Linked DNA regions of Sus scrofa: region 2 is linked to region 1. A link is a contact called in public Hi-C data. All regions are on one chromosome and are shown on one strand. Each heading gives the region's core, a stretch centred on a gene start, on an enhancer-like site or on the middle of the called end of the contact. The rest is flanking DNA. Distances are from core to core; before and after follow the strand shown.

Region 1 (4,446 bases), core at 1,187-3,686:
TTACAATGAAGAGATGGGGAGAGAGACATGATTTCATAAGGTTACTACATTTGACCAAGGTCCTGACTGAGCACTGGTCAAATTTATAATCAGCCTTACAAGGATTCCTTTTCAAGAAACGATATCCCATTTACAGAATGAAGCCAAAATGTATTACTACAGATAAGAAAGCAGACACACAACCGAACCCCACATTCAGATACAACTGCCTATGCATTTATTATATCAATGTTCCCATCAAAGGGAACCAGGAGGAATTTATAGGACACCAAAGGCAGCCTGCCCTCAATGGCTTCTTCCAAAGGAAGATTTAAAGTCATTTGCAATTTCTTTCTCTGAACCAGGAGTTTCAGCAGCCCCCATTCCTCCTCCTCTGTGATAAGAATGGATTGTGTGATGCAGAAAACACCCAAACAACCCCCGTGCAAACACCGGTGGCTCAGATGACCCAGAGACACCCAGGAGACTACCCAGATCATTGGGGGTTACCTGAATCTGTCACTGAATCCCTTTCACCCCCTTCTGCGTGATGACATCAAGTGGAAATGGTACGCGTTTAGGAGGAGAGAGGCTGACAAGCAGGAAGCACAATTGAGCCTGAGCTTTGTTCAGCCTGCAGTGAAATACACGCAGTAAGGGTTAGATACGTGCAGCAGAGAAATCCAAGCATCCTCTCTGGGCAGAACAGCGGCTGTGGAGTAAGTGCCCTGGGGGAGGTGGGAAGGCGGCGGAGGTGTGGCTGGCCCGCGGGCCGCGGAGGGGGCGTAACGCTTCCTAATTGTCTCCATAGGATAAATAACCATCACTCCCCCCGCCTCTTCTGCAGTCTCCCCAGCCTCCAAGTTATCCTCCGGAGGTAGAGCCCCTACTAGCAATGACAATCCCTCAGAAAAAAAGGAATACGAGAAGGCATAGAATAACATCTCGAGGCATACGCAAAATATACTAGGTAAACCAGGTTATGTGGGAATGCGCCCAGTCACCCGCCCATACAGACACACCAGCGGGGCGTTCGCCAGCAGCCTCATTTCCTTCGCCCCGGTCCGCCACCTCTTCAAGTCACCGTCACTCTGCTCTGCCAATTTCTCTACTCTCTCCAAAACCGTGTGGCGCGCCCCCCACACATCCCCCACCCTAGGCGGGATTGGGGACCGCCACCTCCCAAGGAGCGTCCCACGAGTCCAGTGCTTTGTCCTGCCGCTGCCCTTTCAGGAGCAGGCGCCCCAAGCGCGTGGGTCTGCACAAAAGACCCCCAACATCTCTTCCGCCACCGCCCCCTCTCCTTCCCAGAGAGGCCCATGGACCACAGAGGCAACTTCTAGGAGTGGGTAAGGAGCTCGACTACGGTCTTTAGAGGGGCTCATCCCGGAGGATACGCGGGTTTGGAGCTCAGCTGGGACGCGCGCGCGCACGAACGTGCACCCCAGGGGCGCGTGCGGCGCGGGCCCGAGACCAGCTCCCCAGGACTATAGCCCCAGGGGGCATCCGAGGACTCGGCCCAGCCCGCTACAGCGCCGCTCCCAGCCCCAGCCGCCAGCCCAACTCCGCCCGCGCTCGGGAGAAAAGCAACTCCAGGGACCACCTCCCCCGAGCCTTAGGGCTGCCCCGCCGCGCTCCGCGCTGCCCTTCCCGGGACCCCTGCGGCCCTGCCACTCTCCTCCAGGTTCAAAAGACACCCCCCCCCCAAACACTAGGCGGCACCTCCCCTTTCCCGCTTCCCTGGCTCCGGGTGCGGCCGCCATGGGGGCGCAGACATCCCTTCGCGCCCTTCCAGCAACCCGCGACCCCGGAGGGACAGAGAGGAGAAACAAACCGAAACTCACCAACCTCCCTCTGCAGCGGTCTCGGGTGCTTGCTACAGAGGCAGCGACAGCGGTAGCATCGCCGGGTGGTCCCAGCGCGCCGGCCACCGGCTCTGCTAGACTCGCGCAGCGGGCTGCCGGGCGGGCGCGAGGAGCGCGGCGGCAGCGCCTGCAGCCCCAGCTCCCTGCTCGGCCCCTCGGGAGGCGGCCCACCTGCCCGGGCGCCCTCCGCGCTCCCGGTCGGACACCGCCGCCAGGCGCTTGGCTCCAGGAGGGAGCTTTTTGTGTCACCGCCCAGACTCGGGCACCGAAATGGGTGGGGGCGGGAGGCCGGGCTCCGCCGCCCGCGGCACCGCCTCTCCCCGGCGGCTCCACCTCCTCCTCCTCCCTCTCCTCCCAAGCCCGCCCCCTCCCAGCGCTTGTCCGGGACATCTATCTGTCTGTCTTGAATAGCAGATCACCTCCAGACTGAGGAGCTGCATACCTTCCTCATGCGCTCCCTGGCCTTGCCCCCAAGTGCCTAACCTCTGCCGGGACCTCGACGTTGTCTTTTCCAAGGCGCGCGAGTGGGACCTGAGCTGGAATCAGGTGTGACAGGAGGCCGAGCTCAGCAGGCAGGAGGGCGGGGCTGAGGCGAGAACCGTGGCTGGCGGGGACCGTCAGCAGCTCAGGACTTGGGGACCGATCGAGGGGGCTGTTGAGATCCTTTCCAGAAGACGCCCTGGATCCGCGTCACGTCTGGTACTTTCTGGCTGCCCCTAAGAGTTCACGTGGTCCGGGCAGGGCGGGGTCCTGCTTTGGCGGAGGAGAGGAAGGGACTGAAGCCTGAATGACACCCCACCGCCTGGCTCTCTAGGATGGGGTGCAGGGAGCAGGAGTGCAGGGAGTGTTGCCCTGAGGGTTATATGGCAGTGCGAACCATAGGGGACCTCAGGACCGACCCTCTTCTCCACCTTGAAACCTAATTCCTACCTTAGGGACATACTTAGAATGCGTAGTTCCTCCAAGAAAATCTAGACGTGCCTCTTGTGTCAACTGCAAAATAGAGTGGAGGAGGAAGGTCGCTGGTATAGGATATGGTTTCCATGCACTCCGTTGCCTTCCTACAGAATTTCTATTCAGAGTGAAAACTCGAAAGTCTATTCGAGTAGGGCTATGGTAAAGTTAAGCCTGCCAGCTCTCCTGGGTCCAGAACCAGGGTTCAAGCAGCAAAGCATGCAGCCTCTGCAGGCTGCTGGAATAGAGCTGTCTTTCTGTCCTACAGTCTTGCCCACAGGGAAGGAAATCCCATTCTAACCTCTCTGGATAGCTCATTGAAGCGCTTCTGCCAGATAATGAAACCGAAACAGAAACCCTATGAACCACAGGGCCGCCGGCGGCGGGCGGCAGGGGGCAGGGAATTGGGGGGAATGTGACCTACCACGATTCACAATGTACTCAACTGACCTCCTTGACTTGGCCCTCAAATAAAACCTATTAATAGTGTTTCCAAATGTGCTGTCACTCAGCACACACACAAATCGGCAACCAAGAAACAAAAAGCTTGATGAGTGTCACTCCTCTCTAGGATCCCAATTAAACACTTTAGTGTTGGCCTCTGAAGGTGTATCTGTCCTCTATCGGGCCCCTGGCAGGAGTGAAAGCTCTATGTCTGTTTTAAAAGCAGATTTAGAAGTTCCCTCCGTGGCCTAGTGGTTAAGGAATCCGACTAGTAACCCTGAGGTTGCGGGTTCCATCCCTGGACCCGCTCAGCGGAATCCGGTGTTGCCATGAGCTGTGGTGTAGGTCACAGGTGCGGCTTGGATCCTGCATTGCTACAGCTCTGATTAGACCTCTAGCCTGGGAACTTCCATATGTGGAGGGACCCACCCTAGAAAAAAAGGCAAAAAGACAAATAAATAAAAGCAGATTTATATTCTTGAGGTAGAAGACTTCAAGAGTCTTTCTCTTCAACCACAGCTTTAGGGCACACACACACAAAAAAAATTACTGTTGTTTTAAGGAGAAGCCAATGAGAATATTGATGTTGACCAGGGGTCTGGAATAGGATGATGAGTTACAACGCACCAAGATATGACTAGAAAGGTTTAGCCTAGAAATATTCTCATTATACAAGAGTGACTTTAAAGACTACTTTTGAGAAGCTACTTTCAGAAATCAATAATTGTGTCAAAATGTTTAAAATCTCTCTTTTCACCTGCTTTTTAAACAACTCTTTGGGAGAATTCAAGCATTCATCATGGTGTGGGGTAAACTCTTCCACCCTTAGTCATTCATTCCCACTGGCTGGTATTTTAATTCACATGGCATCATGGGTGTTCTGTCTTCTGTCCAGTCTTGTAAAGCTGTCACACAGAGAAGGTTAATTAACTCAGACAGACTGGAATAGGCAGGTCTTAAGATTAGTTGGGGGGCAGCACAGGGCAGGCAGCAACAGTTTGAATCAGGGAAGATACAGGCAACAACTCGTCTGAACAGATTCTTCAGTGAGACAATTCCAGGAGCAAGGCAGCAGCTGGGAGCAGGCGGTGTTCAGAGCTGCAAGCAGGCGGGCAGCATGTCGAAGGTTCAGGAAGGCATCGGCACTGCCGATGAGACACTGAGCCCAGGTGTGGGAGTGAGTGAGATGAGATCCAGGCAGCGT
Region 2 (4,261 bases), core at 851-3,350, 58 kb before region 1:
GGGAGGAAAGAGGTGAGCAAAGGACACTAACAATGGCCAACATTTGCCTGTCCCACCACCAAGTACTAAGACCATTAGAGAGAACATAAAAGCAGTGTTCCAAACTTTTTCTTCACACTTAAAGGATTCACCACTTCAACAAAAGAAGCAATGATTCTAGCATTCATTAAGACAGCTCCAAATGAAAGGAACCTGATGGAACTGACAAAGACACTGTGATAATGCCTCCTGGCAATCTGAACTTTGGATACAATTCTTGTGTTCATCTTCATAGTCATGCAGCAGCTCAACAAATTTCAATTTGGCCAGATTGATCTCAGCCCTATATAGAAGCATCTTCTGATGGTTCACCTTTACCAAGAAGGGACATTGGGTACATTTCCCAAACACAGAGAGCATTCCTTCAAAGTGCCACAGAATAGTATGATTTACGATGAGAGCTCCATTACTTTGAACACTTTAAGGCTGGAAGGAAATACAGGATAGGAAAGCCTTGACTCAAATTAAAAACAAACAAGCAACAACAAAAACAAAAAACCCAATTGTTAAGACTCGCCTGTTTTCACACACTAAAAAAATTTATATATTCCTTAAGAGTTCCTCAAGTTACCTGGAGAACATTCTATATTAAAGAGCTGAAAAGAGAACAGCACGTTAAAACCCTGGTGAGTTCTATGGAGCTCTCTTTAAATAAGTTTATTCAAAAGCCATCAATGAGCTTATTTTCTCTGAGCAGAAAGTGTTTTTTGCTTCCATCTCCCTACCTACCCTTAATATCGATGATTCATCACACGAGTTAAGCCTCAAACTGAAGTTGCAAAGAATTCCTAAAGGCATCGGTACTAAAATTAAGCGCCATGGGGAGTCAACTGTCAGTCTGCTCATCACTTCTGCTTTTTCTTACTTCCAGCGGCAGTAACTCAATGAGGGTTGATTTTCCATTTAGGCAAGGTGAGCAGAAAAGAAAAAAAGTATAAACCCCCCAAACTAGATATTGAACAGTGCTGCAACCAAAGCCATCAATCATTAATGCAGCTTTCCTAACCAAACAATAAATCCAAAAGATTTTTCTTTTTGCATTCTTATATTTATTGTGAAGTCAACTTTGAGGTAAAATGTATCAATAATAAAATGCACATCTTTTAAGTGTACAGTTCAATGAGTTTTGACAGATGTATGTGGCTGTGTAACCACTGTGCCAATCAAGCTTTTTCCACCACTCAAATGTCCCTGTGCCTCATCCAACCCATCCTTCCTTCCTCCACCCCACTCCCCTGCAGCCACTGCTCTGCTTTCAATTTGAATTTGTTTTTGCATTTAAAATCCTACCTATGGGTTTTGATTTAGGGGAAAGTAGCAATGTTCTGAGGGCACTTTCAGAAGCCCCAGGACCATGATTTTTGGAAATAAGGTGTTTATTCGATTCACAGAGAAAAGCCTAGAGTAACAAATACCTACCACAAATGCATTCATTGAAATACGTATTGAGTATGAGGCACTGTTCTAAGTCAGGGAGATCGAAAGAGAAAAAGATGAGGCCCATCTCTGCAAAGACAACCACGCCCATAAGGTCCCAATGCAGGGGGCGGGGGTGGGGGGGGGGTGTCGGATAGGAATGGAAAAAAAAGCCAGGAAAGATTTTTCAGGAAAAGCCGGCATTTTAACTTATGGATGAGGACACAGCACATGCGAAAACACAGAATTTTTGATGTAGCAGAAATAGGGATAGGGACCTGGAGCCTCCAGCAAGTGATCCAATGTCTCTGTAAAAGGTGACCATAACCGCACCTACCTCACAGGTTGTTCAGACTGAAATATGTGTGCACACCTAAAGCACTCAGAATGGTGCCTGCCACTCGGCTGGCTCTTCCAGGTACAATCCATAGCCCACGAGGCAAGAAAGAGAAGTTCAGGCCGCCACACAGGCCAGTGGGATTGAAGCAGTATTAACTAACCAACCAGCTAGGCATAGTCCCTCCCTTCACGCTCTGAGCTCTACAGAGAAGCAGATGACGAAACAAGTGGGGGTTAAAACATGACCTTGGCCACACTGTTCTAAAGTGAGACCAGAGGAAACATCTGGGCCCCAAAGCCAAACGGCACTGCCTCCTCCTTCCCCTTCTGGTCCTAATGATCAGAGCAGCTGTCCCCACAGGCTGGGAAAGGCCAGGTCACTAGGTGGCAGCAGGAACAGGGCATAACACAGGCCCCCAAGGAGGGGGGAGGGCGGGGGGGGATGGACACACAAGCCAAAGCAGGGCCTGTCCCTCCTCCATCCAATCCACAGCACTGAGAAAGGCCGAGGGCCCCATGGAAGACGTGAGATTCCAAGGAACAGAACAGTTGCCCCTCCCTTCCTATTACTCGGAGCCTGGATTCCACCCACTAGGTGACAGGGCTTGTGAAAACTTCGAAGAGAGGCATCCCAATCATAACTGCAGTATCACCATTATATTTAACCATTTTAAAGTGTATAATTCGGTGGAATTAAGTACATTCATAATGTTGTGTAAACCTCATCGCTATCTATTTCCAAAACTTTTTCAGCATCCCAGACAGAAACTCGGTAGCCATTAGGCAGGAACTCCCCACACTTCCGTCCCCCCAGCCCCTGGTAGCCTCTATTCTGTGCTTTGTCTCAATGAACTACCTATTCTAGGTACCTTGTGGAAGTAGAATCATACTGCACTTGCCCTTTGGAGTCTGGCCTGTTTCACTACAGGTGTTTTCAATGTCAGTTCATGGTAAAGCATGTATCAGAATGTATCCTTTTTATGGCTGAGTAATATTCCATTGTGCATTACTTTTAAAAGCTCCCCTGGAGCAGAGGGAATGAATTGGCAAGGGAAGGGAGGGCAAGGCTGGAATGAAGGCCGTGGGGGTGGAGTAAAAGGGAAGAGCAAACAAAGTGGACGTGGAGATTGGATGGAAGAAGAGAGCAAGGGAGGAATTGGAGAAAGATTCCCCCGTTTCTGTGTGGAGGTTACGTTTTTGAGGAATGCTGCTCCAATGAAATGCAGCCAGTGGTCTGGAGGTTACAGAGGAGGCCAATATGTTCTACATCTTGAAATTTTCTAACTACTGAAGTCTTAACTTCCACACGAAACTTAGACAACTATTGGGAAATATACTTTTATTTACATGAAGTTCTATCTCACCAAGTCCATTATTAGACCACAAAGAAATAGGTATTGTCATTAATAGGCCCTCTAGACAAATGGAGGTTGGGGGAAAAAGACGATGAATCACAAACTTTTAAGTTTATAGAGATTAAACCTGAACAGTGTTCTCATTCTTCTCACCTCTGAAAAGCTACAGTAAAATACTTGTAAAGGGTTATGTGGGGCCAGGCTAGAGCTGATTATTAGGTCATCACATTGTCAAATAAGGGCTTTCTCTAGGCCCACAGCCATTTCTTGCCTTGTAAATTCCTTCCTCACTCAACACCAAGCTGTGATGAGAGCATCAAGGCAGATTCACCAACTCTCCCTTTGTTACCTATTCATTGGAGCTCCTTCCTCCTCTGTAAACAGACACATGGTTACAGACTCATGAAGCGTGCTGAACACAGTAGAGGGTATACGGTGGGCCCTCCTTTACTACATGAAACCTGCATTAAAATGCACACATTACTCTCCCTAACTCTCTTTTTATCCAATTAAAAGAGTAATTAAAATAGACTTTCCAAGGAGTCCCAAATTGAAATGTGAGGCTGTCCAAATCTTTACATCCAAGACCGTGCACAAAGCATTTAAGCTGGCTGCAAGGGGAAAAAAATGAAGAGTTTAGGACATAACGCTCACTCTCCACTCTCCCCAAGCACCCTCCGAGCTAAAAACCCTGTAAAAATACAATTTCTGGGGCAGATAAAAAGCAATGATTCATTTTATTTAAAAATTTTACATGTAAATGACTTCTATTTAAAAAAAAAACTTTCTTGTTAAATATTAAAGCTTAAAGGTCTGGTCATCAGATAAGAAACAACTTACTTTCAAAATAGTTTTTTTTTTCAATTATGTAACCTTTTTAGGATATAAATACATATTCTAAATATAACATGTATGTGTGGGGATATATACGTGTCATGATCTATTAGTATATTTTTTATATATAGGCCACATAAGATCCAATTCATTTTTTTGAAACTAATAGAGACAGACAATTCTTAAGTCCTAAACTGGTTTTGTTATGGAATTATTGCAATTTTTCTCCATCACATCAAATACATTCAGTTTGGGGGGAAGCAGAATATTTACGTCAT

The links. Hi-C and Micro-C count contacts between places; a contact is called where the count stands out from the background.
Region 2: a Hi-C map of skeletal muscle shows a contact between it and region 1, with 2.7 times the contacts expected there. The contact joins the enhancer-like site here to the promoter of RNF152 in region 1. A contact is called at or near these places in 1 of 5 promoter capture datasets (skeletal muscle), 4 of 47 Hi-C or Micro-C datasets (heart right ventricle, psoas muscle, retroperitoneal adipose tissue and 1 more) and 1 of 2 datasets of contacts at active chromatin or transcription factors (skeletal muscle).

The regions. Positions count from the first base shown.
Region 1 is chr1:159,528,613-159,533,058 of Sscrofa11.1, reverse strand. RNF152 (ring finger protein 152) reads right to left here and starts at 2,436. Exons shown (of 2, transcript NM_001244578.1): 1 at 2,287-2,436.
Region 2 is chr1:159,586,735-159,590,995 of Sscrofa11.1, reverse strand. The region is part of intron 1 of RNF152 (ring finger protein 152); the gene reads right to left. Among named protein-coding and RNA genes, the nearest start is that of RNF152, 58 kb to the right of the region's middle. Within about 2 kb of position 2,100, at least 5 of the 83 cell types and tissues checked have an H3K27ac peak or open chromatin away from gene starts, as enhancers often do. A contact at or near this core is called in skeletal muscle, where this site is marked.